2 separate regions of the Triticum aestivum genome follow, and region 2 is linked to region 1. A link is a contact called in public Hi-C data. All regions are on one chromosome and are shown on one strand. The core of a region is the stretch at or near the end of the contact, and the rest is flanking DNA. Distances in the headings are between cores, read along the strand shown.

Region 1 (4,461 bases), core at 617-3,116:
GGAGTGGAGGAAGGAAACCACAAAAGGAAAAAGAAATCAAAGACAAAGAACAGATCAAAGCCACACCAGAGACCAATGCATGCGATGCGATGCGATCCTCGGAGGCCCGCCCGGCCTACGACTCGCTGGTGCTCATGCTCTCATGCCGCTCGCCGCCGCCGCCACCACCTCCGTGTTGCTGCTGGCTAGACGATCCTCCTCCACCGCCGCCTCCTTGGCCCGCCGCTGCTTCCGCCGCCTGTGTCCGGTACGCGTTCAGCGCGGCGAGGATCCCCATCTGCCCCTCACTCCCGCCTGCGCCACCGCCGCTGCCTCCCACTGGGCCGAGCCCCAGCTGCTGGCCGGGTAGCAGCGCCATCGGTGTAGGGAAGTTCATGAAATGTAGCCCGCTTGGCACGCTCCCACGATACACGGCAGCCGCGGCGCCGGCGCTGCCCACCTGCGGGAAAGTCCAGATCGACTCACCACTTCCTCCTCCACCGCCGCCGTTGCCGCCGCCGGAAGGCGCCCCGCTGCCCTGCGAGTAGTTGCTTGGCACCATCCAGACGGTGCCCGGCATTTGGCTCTGCGTGTACCCCGCCATCTGCTGCTGGTACTGTTGCTGCTGCTGCTGCTGCTGATGTTGTTGTTGCTGCTGCTGCTGCATTTCTTGCTCCCATCGCCGCTTCCTCGAAAGGTCGGCGGCTGCGGCAGCGGCAGCGGCTGACGGCGATGGCTGCACGTCAAGACCGACGCTACCCGAGTGGAAGTTGAGCAACAGCGGCGACGGCGTCGACGAAGACGAGGCGGGGCCTTCGGGCGGGTACCCGAGTCCGACAACCCGGTCCCACGCGTCGGCACGGGAGCCGAACCTTACGCCGGGGCTCGGCAAGGCCCCGCGGAGGTGGGCCGGGATGGAGAGCGAGGAGCCAGATGAGCGGAGGGAGATGTTGAGGGAGGTGAAGTTGGCCGGGATGGTGCCGGTGCCGGTGGCCGCGATCACCGCCGGCTCCGCCTGCTGCAGCAGCCACTCGATGGTCTCGCCGTCCGTCTTGTGCCCCAGCTCCCGGGTCAGCTGGAACACCCTCGCAGCGCACAGCGCCGGCATCCGGATGCGCCGTCCCCGGCCCTCCACCTTGGTGTGCCGGTCCTTGGTCGACGTCCGCTTGGGCACCGCCTTCCGCACCTGCATCTCCCCTCCGGCGGCACCGCCAGCGGCTGCTCCATTCCCGCCGCCCCCCGAGGTGCCCCCCGCAGCCGAGCTGGAGCACGGTTGCTCCTCCTTCTTCTCGAGGAGCTGCAAGGGGAAGTTGGGCCTCCGGCCGCCTCCGGCGTCTCCGGCGATGTCCATGGTCAATTAGGCCATGTTATATACACACACAACCATCTCTGCGTGTATATGCTTTGGCCGGGTAAACGGGTGGTTGTTTGCAGGAGAGGGGAACGGATTTGATGCCGCCGACCGCTTCTTGTGGGTCTAGCTCGAGATTCGTTAGGTGTGATGGAGACGACGGTAGAGAGAGAGAGAGAGAGTCCAGGAGCTAAGCTATGAGGTAAAGATTATAGGTTTGGAAGGAATCCTTCCTCATATGATACGATGAGAGAGGGGGGGGGGGGGGGGGGGGGGGGGTTGTGTGCGTGTGGGAGATCACACACACTATTTTATGGTCTTCTGGTAAGGTTCATCTGCGATCTGGGAGAAGGGAGAAGCATGAGCAGATGGCCCTAGCTAGAAGCTAGGAGAAGGAGAGAGAGAGAGAGAGAGAGACAGAGAGGGGGAGGAAGAAGATGGTGTACTTTGTAGGGCTTGGAGGAGAGAGATGGATGAATTAAATGGTTTCTTGATGTAGAGAGAGAGAGAGAGAGAGAGAGAGAGAGAGAGAGAGAGAGAGAGGAGCTCGAGTGACAGAGACTGTGGTCGTGTACATGGAGCGGGGGAGACGGCCGGGCAGCGAAGGGAGGAGGAGGAGGAGGATAAGGCAGGCGGAGGAGAATTATTAGGCTCACCTAGCCAGCCATGGCGTGGCTCTCTCCGTGCTGGCTAGCTAATCCATGCACAGTGCGGATCAGTACTGTGGCAGAACGTAACGTGATATGTCCTCCCGATGCTAACCAGCGAATATCCCATTTAATCGGCAAAAAACGCCACAGCACTATTGCCACTGTGCACGCTAGCTAGGGATTAACCCAAACGAGGCCTAGTAGTTAGCTGAGCTACGTGGTGTGATGGAAAGCAACGGCTCCTTTGTGGATTGGCCGCTTTTGAGAGAGAGAACCCTATCTGTTTTTTTTTCCTTCTTCTTTTCTTCTGCCTTTTGCTGTTTGAAATGTGTTTCTTTTTTTTTTCCTCTGCCACTGCCTCTGCGGCTCTCGCTTTGTTTATTTGTTTTTCTAAAAGGAAAAATCTTTAGACTGTGGCGAGGCAGTCACTTGGCTCAGACGCCACGTGCGCTGTTCTTTATCATTCGTTCAATCCCCGCCCCGAAGACTGCCGCTGCCCACTGCTCTCTGCAAGTCAAAATACGCACGGAAAAATGTATGGCAAAGGGGCTTTTTTTTCTTCTTTTTTTTCTGGTCATCAAAAGCTTCTTCGTTTCCAACTAGCCTCAATGCATGCACCTCTGTTTTCTGGAGTATTCAGTTATTATTTATTTTTGCATGTTTCAGTTTACTTTTTTGCACTATCTTTCAGGTGGTAGCACTCAAATCATGTAATAGCTATTTTTGATAAAGGGAAAAGCACTCATGCAGGACAGGAGCATAACTTATATCTGGCTTGATGCACCATTCATTATTTTTGTTCTTCAAAATAAAGATTATATCGGTGAATTATGAGAGAACAGCAAAGAAACAGGTGATAAAGTAGGGCCAGCTCAACCAGTAATCATTCCGTCGCCTTTCCTATTAGGCTTTGCCCCCTCCTTTGTTTGCCAGCCTTGGTGCCCTAATTTCTTGTGCTATGGACCTGGTGCATACGATACGAGTATCCAGCACAGACTCCTCTTCCACCCGTATGCTTGGACTAGGAACACTGTGAATGGCAAAGAGAAAGGGACTCATTGTCTTTACACTCTGCAAAAGCTTTGGCTCTGAGTTTCGTGTAACTGTATATAGAATCTGGATCTCAAAAGAACAATTAACTAAGCTTTCATGACCAGCGTCGTGGCAGGTGTAGAATAATTAAGCACCATTTCAATACTAGTACTACGTATGTGGTTGAAAATGTAGCAGCTCAGAGTCAAAATAGTCAAACCTTGTGTTTCTATATTTAAACGAGCGCAAACCTGTTACCAATGAACACATAAAATAAGTGGATTATATGGGGATACTAATTATAACCGTGTATTTTTATCTATCTATTTATTCCTTGTTGGTTAGGGCAGATTCAGGCATCTCTCTGATCAAGCTCCAGACAAAGAATATGTCACTCGATTAGTGCAATATACTTACCACCTTCAGAATATTTTTACCAGTTACCTCGTGGGCCCATAATGGTTCCAAGAGCATTTCCAAAACCCCATCTTTTTCATCTGACCATTCTCTGGGGTGGACCTAATTCATCTCTCTGACGCTCCTACTGTCAACTATGCATGTTTGCCAACAACAAATATAATATCACAAGATGGAGGGTGGATGCATGGCTGGGATGTAGCCAATTGGTAGATAGAAATTCACCAGCCTCTCTGCATTGACCAGGTCCTCCCTCCCCCACTCTCCCTCCTTTTTCTAGCCCACTTTGAATCATCAAAAACTTCCAAATATGTCCAGCTGCCTGTTCTGTTATGACCAGCCCGTACCAGCTCGTACGAACTCGTTCCCCAGAACTTCTCTCTCTGTTTACTTTGTTGATGGCTCTTCCCTCTCTGCTTTTGCTGTGGTGTGATCTTAGTGATCTAAACGCTCTTATATTTCTTTACAGAGAAGGTACAAAAATACCCGCCTGGCTTTAGCCATTAGCTCAATGGTAATAAAAGAAGGGCAAAACAAAACAATGTACAATACACAAACATGTATTTGCATGAATATTGTGGTAATGAAAATATATAAAAAAAGCACAACCACCTCCAAGAAACCCCATTGCATGACCCCTTCTGGAAGGAGAGATTTATTTAGTCGAGGTGGATTTGACTAATTCACAAAACATCCTTATGCAACAAGCAGTCATATTTCTGTTGTGATGCAAACAAGCTGATGTAGTTTCTCTCTCTTGTGCTACGTTTTCAGTGCACGCCCACCACACACTATTAGGCTGGTCATAGTGGGAGTAACATAGGTAGTAACATAGATGGCACATAAGTAAAAATGATGATGTGGCAAGTAGTTAATGAGGAAAGAGGCAAATAGAGTAACATAATATGTTACCATCACATAGCGGTTTCCAATGCATAATGAGTCTACAAAGTAATAAATGAAGGCAACTATGTTACCACACCTATGACACTACCCACTATGAAGGTAGTAACATAGACTAGTAACATATGT
Region 2 (4,461 bases), core at 756-3,255, 170 kb after region 1:
TCTCAGACCAAATTGTCCTGGCAAAGTTACAGTGCCAGAAGAGGTGCACCGATGATTCAAGGTGCCTTAAACAGACTTGGCAGAAATAATTATTTTGCCATCCACGCCACTGCAATCTATCATTGCACCATAGCCTGTCCAAATAAAGAAGCCAGATGAAAATCTTCTGTTTGCCTGGAACCCAAGTTTCCCAGAACACTTGCTTGAAAGGAGTCTTGCAAAATCCGTTGAACTGAGCTTGATAGGCCGAAGTAGCAGAGAACTGCCCGCTTGCCTCAAGGTTCCATCCGATAGATAATGGACTTGGTATTTTTGTTGCATGACGAGTCAATCCAATCAGATGGTCCCTTCTGCTTCACACATGTATTGCCTTTCTTTTCAAAATATGTTGCTACAACTTTCCCACCTTTTGTCAGATGGTCCAGAGGCGGAGGTTTTTGCTGGGCCGCTGGGTTTTTTTAATTCGGGACACAATATTTGTACACCTGCCCTCTCGAGCTGTGGCCATCCTTACATGAAAGCGTCCTCTTAGCTAGCCGCCCACAGCATCGCCGTAGCACGTCCTATCGACCACCCCGGCCGGCCAGTACCTACGTGTGTGTCCATGCACAACCCATCGAGCGATCGGATTGACTCGACCGAGCAGCTGTACAGAATAACAGAAACACGGGGCCTGGGTACGTAGTAGCGCCATGCATGCATCGACGTCACAGGGGCAGACGAGGATGAGACCGGTGCAGTGAGCGGCGGTAAAGTGGCTATAGATAGATAGATAGATTGACGTGGGGCGGGGGGCAGCCCACAGAAGGGCGATAAAGACGTGACGAGAGGGACGCGTCGCCACCCACGGACGAGCGAGCACCTCGACAGGCCGATGGGATCCCGCGATCGCACGCCGAGAACCCTTGGCGCCCAGCGCAGGTGGCGCCCCCGCCCCGAGCTTTTCGCTCCGCCGGTGCGCCCTCCCACCACTGCAGGGGGCCGCCGGCCGTTGGTTGCGCGCCCCAGGTCGAGCCGATCCCCACACGCGGCGGCCCTAGCGGGGAGGTGCGTGTCTCCGGCCACACGGGCAGGCAGGCGCACGCGTTCCTCGCCCCTCCGCGCCCACCTGATTGGGGCCTTCACTTCAGTGCGCGGCCCGGTACCTCTGCGTCCCGTCCTGCGCGCCCTGCTCCGTACCCGGCAGCCCTGCCGGGCATCGGGTTTCCATCGGCACACGGCCGCTCAGCCTCTCTGTTGCCGCTCGTGCGTCGTCTGAGCGCACGATCAACTGCACTTCTGTGAACCGGCCGGTAGCATAGTATTTCCCCAAGGGTGACGCTAAACCGAGGTACTAGTATCTTCCTCCGCGCATTCTTATTAGCCCCGCCGTTGATCAGATCTACCCATACCCATATCCAACCCGACATAATACGAACGGAGTAGCTGGGCGAGTTATGGAGGAACAGTCGGAGTATTTCGCCGTAGAGACGCGCGCGGTAATCGTCCGTCGTGATGCCACTGGCGACCAAACAGGCGCATGTGGTGTTCACGTTTCATCTTAACTGCAGATGCAACCGCTGATCCACACGTACGAACAATGGCATGCATGGTACTACCTCTCTCAAGAAGAACCGCTAATTTAGCCCGGCGGCCACGACGACAATGCATGGTACGTACGTACGTACGAAAATGCCGTGTGTTCATCTCATTCAATACGCTCAGTTAAACTTTAAACATCATCTACTTCCTCCGTTCCGATAATGAAATTGGACGGCTTCTATCTACTCTTAAATTCTTCATAGTCCAAGTGGCCCGGTGCTTCTAGATCTAGGAAATCCATGTCCTTTACGAGTGGTTCTTTCTTCTCCTTTCTCTGAGGTCACAACTCAGTTCAGCTGTGGTCTGTATCACTGGAGTACCTGATCGATACGGGGAGCTATTGATTGGCTCATGCTAGCTACTACAGTATACACCAGTCTAGTTGACCTTGCTTTGACTACAGTAGTGCTGTACTGTACGGCACAGCCACAGCGGGCGCTTGCAACTTGAGAATAATTTACTGGTCAGATGGCTGTACATGCATGTTGGCATGTTGCGACCGACGCGAATACTCCCTCTTTTTTCTAAATATCTGTCTTTCTACATATTTTAACAAGTGACCACATACGAAGCAATACGAATGAATCTACACTCTAAAATATGTTTATATATATGCATATGTGATGGTTCATTTAAAGGGAGTACCTAAAACTCATCTAGATGAGACGTAATTTGGTCTCATTCACCTGGAAAACAAGAACGGATACAACCCACGTCAGCACACACGCATCTTATAGCACCACATCCAATGGCTCTAAAAGGTGAATGAAACCAAATTAAATCTCATTTAGATGAGTTCTAGCAAAACTGTCATTTAAAATCTCTAAAAAGACTTATATTTAGAAACGAAGGGAGTACATGGGAGCATGGTACGTGGTATCGAGTGCATCAGTACTGACGCGTGACTTTGTAAGCTTTCGACAGTAGGCGACTATGCCCATCGAGTCGCAATAATGCAGCAGCTAGCTACTACCTATAGCAAAGTATGCGCGCGCTCCGGCGAAAATGGGAGGGAAACCTCTGACGACGGAGGGAGATGCCAGCTAATTTGGCTGGACGACGCCATGTGTTGGTGCTTGTGCTTATCAATTCAGAGGCCCCATGTGTCCGTGTAGATATGTTGTGGACATGATCCTGTGGGTTCTGGGTTGCAGTTGCACTGGGCACACACACATGCATGCAACGGACGGTCAGGCTCATAGCCATCGGCCAGCAAGGAGAAAACAAACTTGGGATTGGCTTTTGAAATGGGGCCCAAGAATGGCACTCCATGGCCGGATCAGCTCCTTGATGTTTCAACTTTCATGCCTATCCTCTAATCTGTATGTACGTGTTTATACCCCGGAATTCAAATCTTTCATGATCATCTCGGTTGTTCTTGGTCCTACTTTACCAGAACCATGTCATGATTTCATGCAGAAGGAATCAAAATATAAACAACGCCAAAGTCTTTCGCGACCAACGCCTGGCCTTAACATTGCCGAAGTAGTCCTGCTGCGGAGATGGCGTTGCTCGTATATTATTTGTAGATCGCATCACCAGCTTTAGAAAGAATAGAAAATGAGGCTTTTCCATTACAGAGGGAAGTCAATTTGACTGCTGCTCGAGAACCTGTTTGCCGAGGAAAGGTTAGAGGTATTCACTACGCTCTAGATTACCTTTTCGTGCCTTCTTGTTCCTGTGAGAGCGAACTAGGTTTATAGTGCTATTCCTTCTCGAGCTTCTATTTCTTTGCTTAAGGGAGATCTTAAAAATCCCGGGTGCCATGCTTCGTTGCCTTGCCCTAGTGAGCCGCATGTGGCCTTGACCCCTACTCATCCAAGCGGGCGAAGTAAACCCAATGTCTCGGACAATTTGCCGAATGTCAACTAAAATGAATGTGAAATTCAGGTGGGCAGTTTGCCCCTAGTGATGTCTCAAAAAAAAATTAGGGCATGCAGAAAATGCACAAAAAATTGTTATGTTTATGCAAATCGTAAAAAAGAAAGACATTTTGTTTCTCGGTCAGCTTTTTTTATGGCTGTTGGGTTTAGTTTTGGGCGTACAGATTTCAGCGAAGGCAGGTTTTAACTTTTAATTTCTAAAGCAGGTAGATGTTGGTTTCTGATTCTATTTAATCAAAGCATGAGGTATCTATATGACCCAAGATCCACCTCTTGGTTGGGTGCTAGCGTTTTGGAGTAGGACTCTTCGCCAGGGTTCAAATTTAAGTGCTCATCTTTACAAACATTGGTGTGTTAAGTAGGAATTTAGTAAGATTTATGAATTTGTCGTTGTTCTATAGTTGTCATCATGAGGAGACAGGGCTGCTTGCAATATGTGTGTGTGTGGGCAACTTCCTATAATAACGAGAGGCGGTAGATTGGCGATGTGATGGTGATTTCACACACACATGAAATCCTATTCTACCCAAAAGGGGGAAATAAAACCAAATAATAATAATAACAATATCAATGATGATGATAAGCATTTCATTTGTTTCTTGCATCTCGTAAATGGTAATATTGTTGTGAATCTCACTAAGTGGTACATTCATTATTATTTTCCCATTTGTTATGGAACTTTCTAGATGGTAAACAAGAATAGGTTGTCCCCACATCTAGTTGAGCATTCTTCTTTCTTTCCGAATCGGAAGCAATAGATTCGCCTCGGTGACTAAGAAGTTTAGCAAACTAAGACAAAACCTACCCGCAACTACAACAACAACAAAACGAGAAAAGGCGCCAACAAAAACTGGTATGCACATGTGTTACTGTCCCGGTATAATGTTACCCAAACGCAGTAAAATGCATGTGTGTGTCATCCGATAAAGAAGCCAAGGGATACCCTCCTTTTCTTTTTTTGCAAAAATGATCAGATGTATTATAAAGATTCACCAGA

What was found. Hi-C and Micro-C count contacts between places; a contact is called where the count stands out from the background.
Region 2: a contact with region 1 is called in a Hi-C map of an unstated tissue, with 7 times the contacts expected there. The contact joins the enhancer-like site here to the promoter of LOC123128376 in region 1. A contact is called at or near these places in 5 of 5 Hi-C or Micro-C datasets (leaf, root and an unstated tissue) and 1 of 1 datasets of contacts at active chromatin or transcription factors (leaf).

Annotation. Positions count from the first base shown.
Region 1 is chr6A:542,603,828-542,608,288 of IWGSC CS RefSeq v2.1, forward strand. LOC123128376 (transcription factor TCP14) reads right to left here and starts at 1,867. Exons shown (of 1, transcript XM_044548359.1): 1 at 1-1,867. The coding sequence starts at 1,330. The coding sequence ends at 116.
Region 2 is chr6A:542,771,621-542,776,081 of IWGSC CS RefSeq v2.1, forward strand. No RefSeq gene overlaps it. Among protein-coding and RNA genes, the nearest start is that of LOC123128376, 170 kb to the left of the region's middle. Within about 2 kb of position 2,006, at least 4 of the 8 cell types and tissues checked have an H3K27ac peak or open chromatin away from gene starts, as enhancers often do.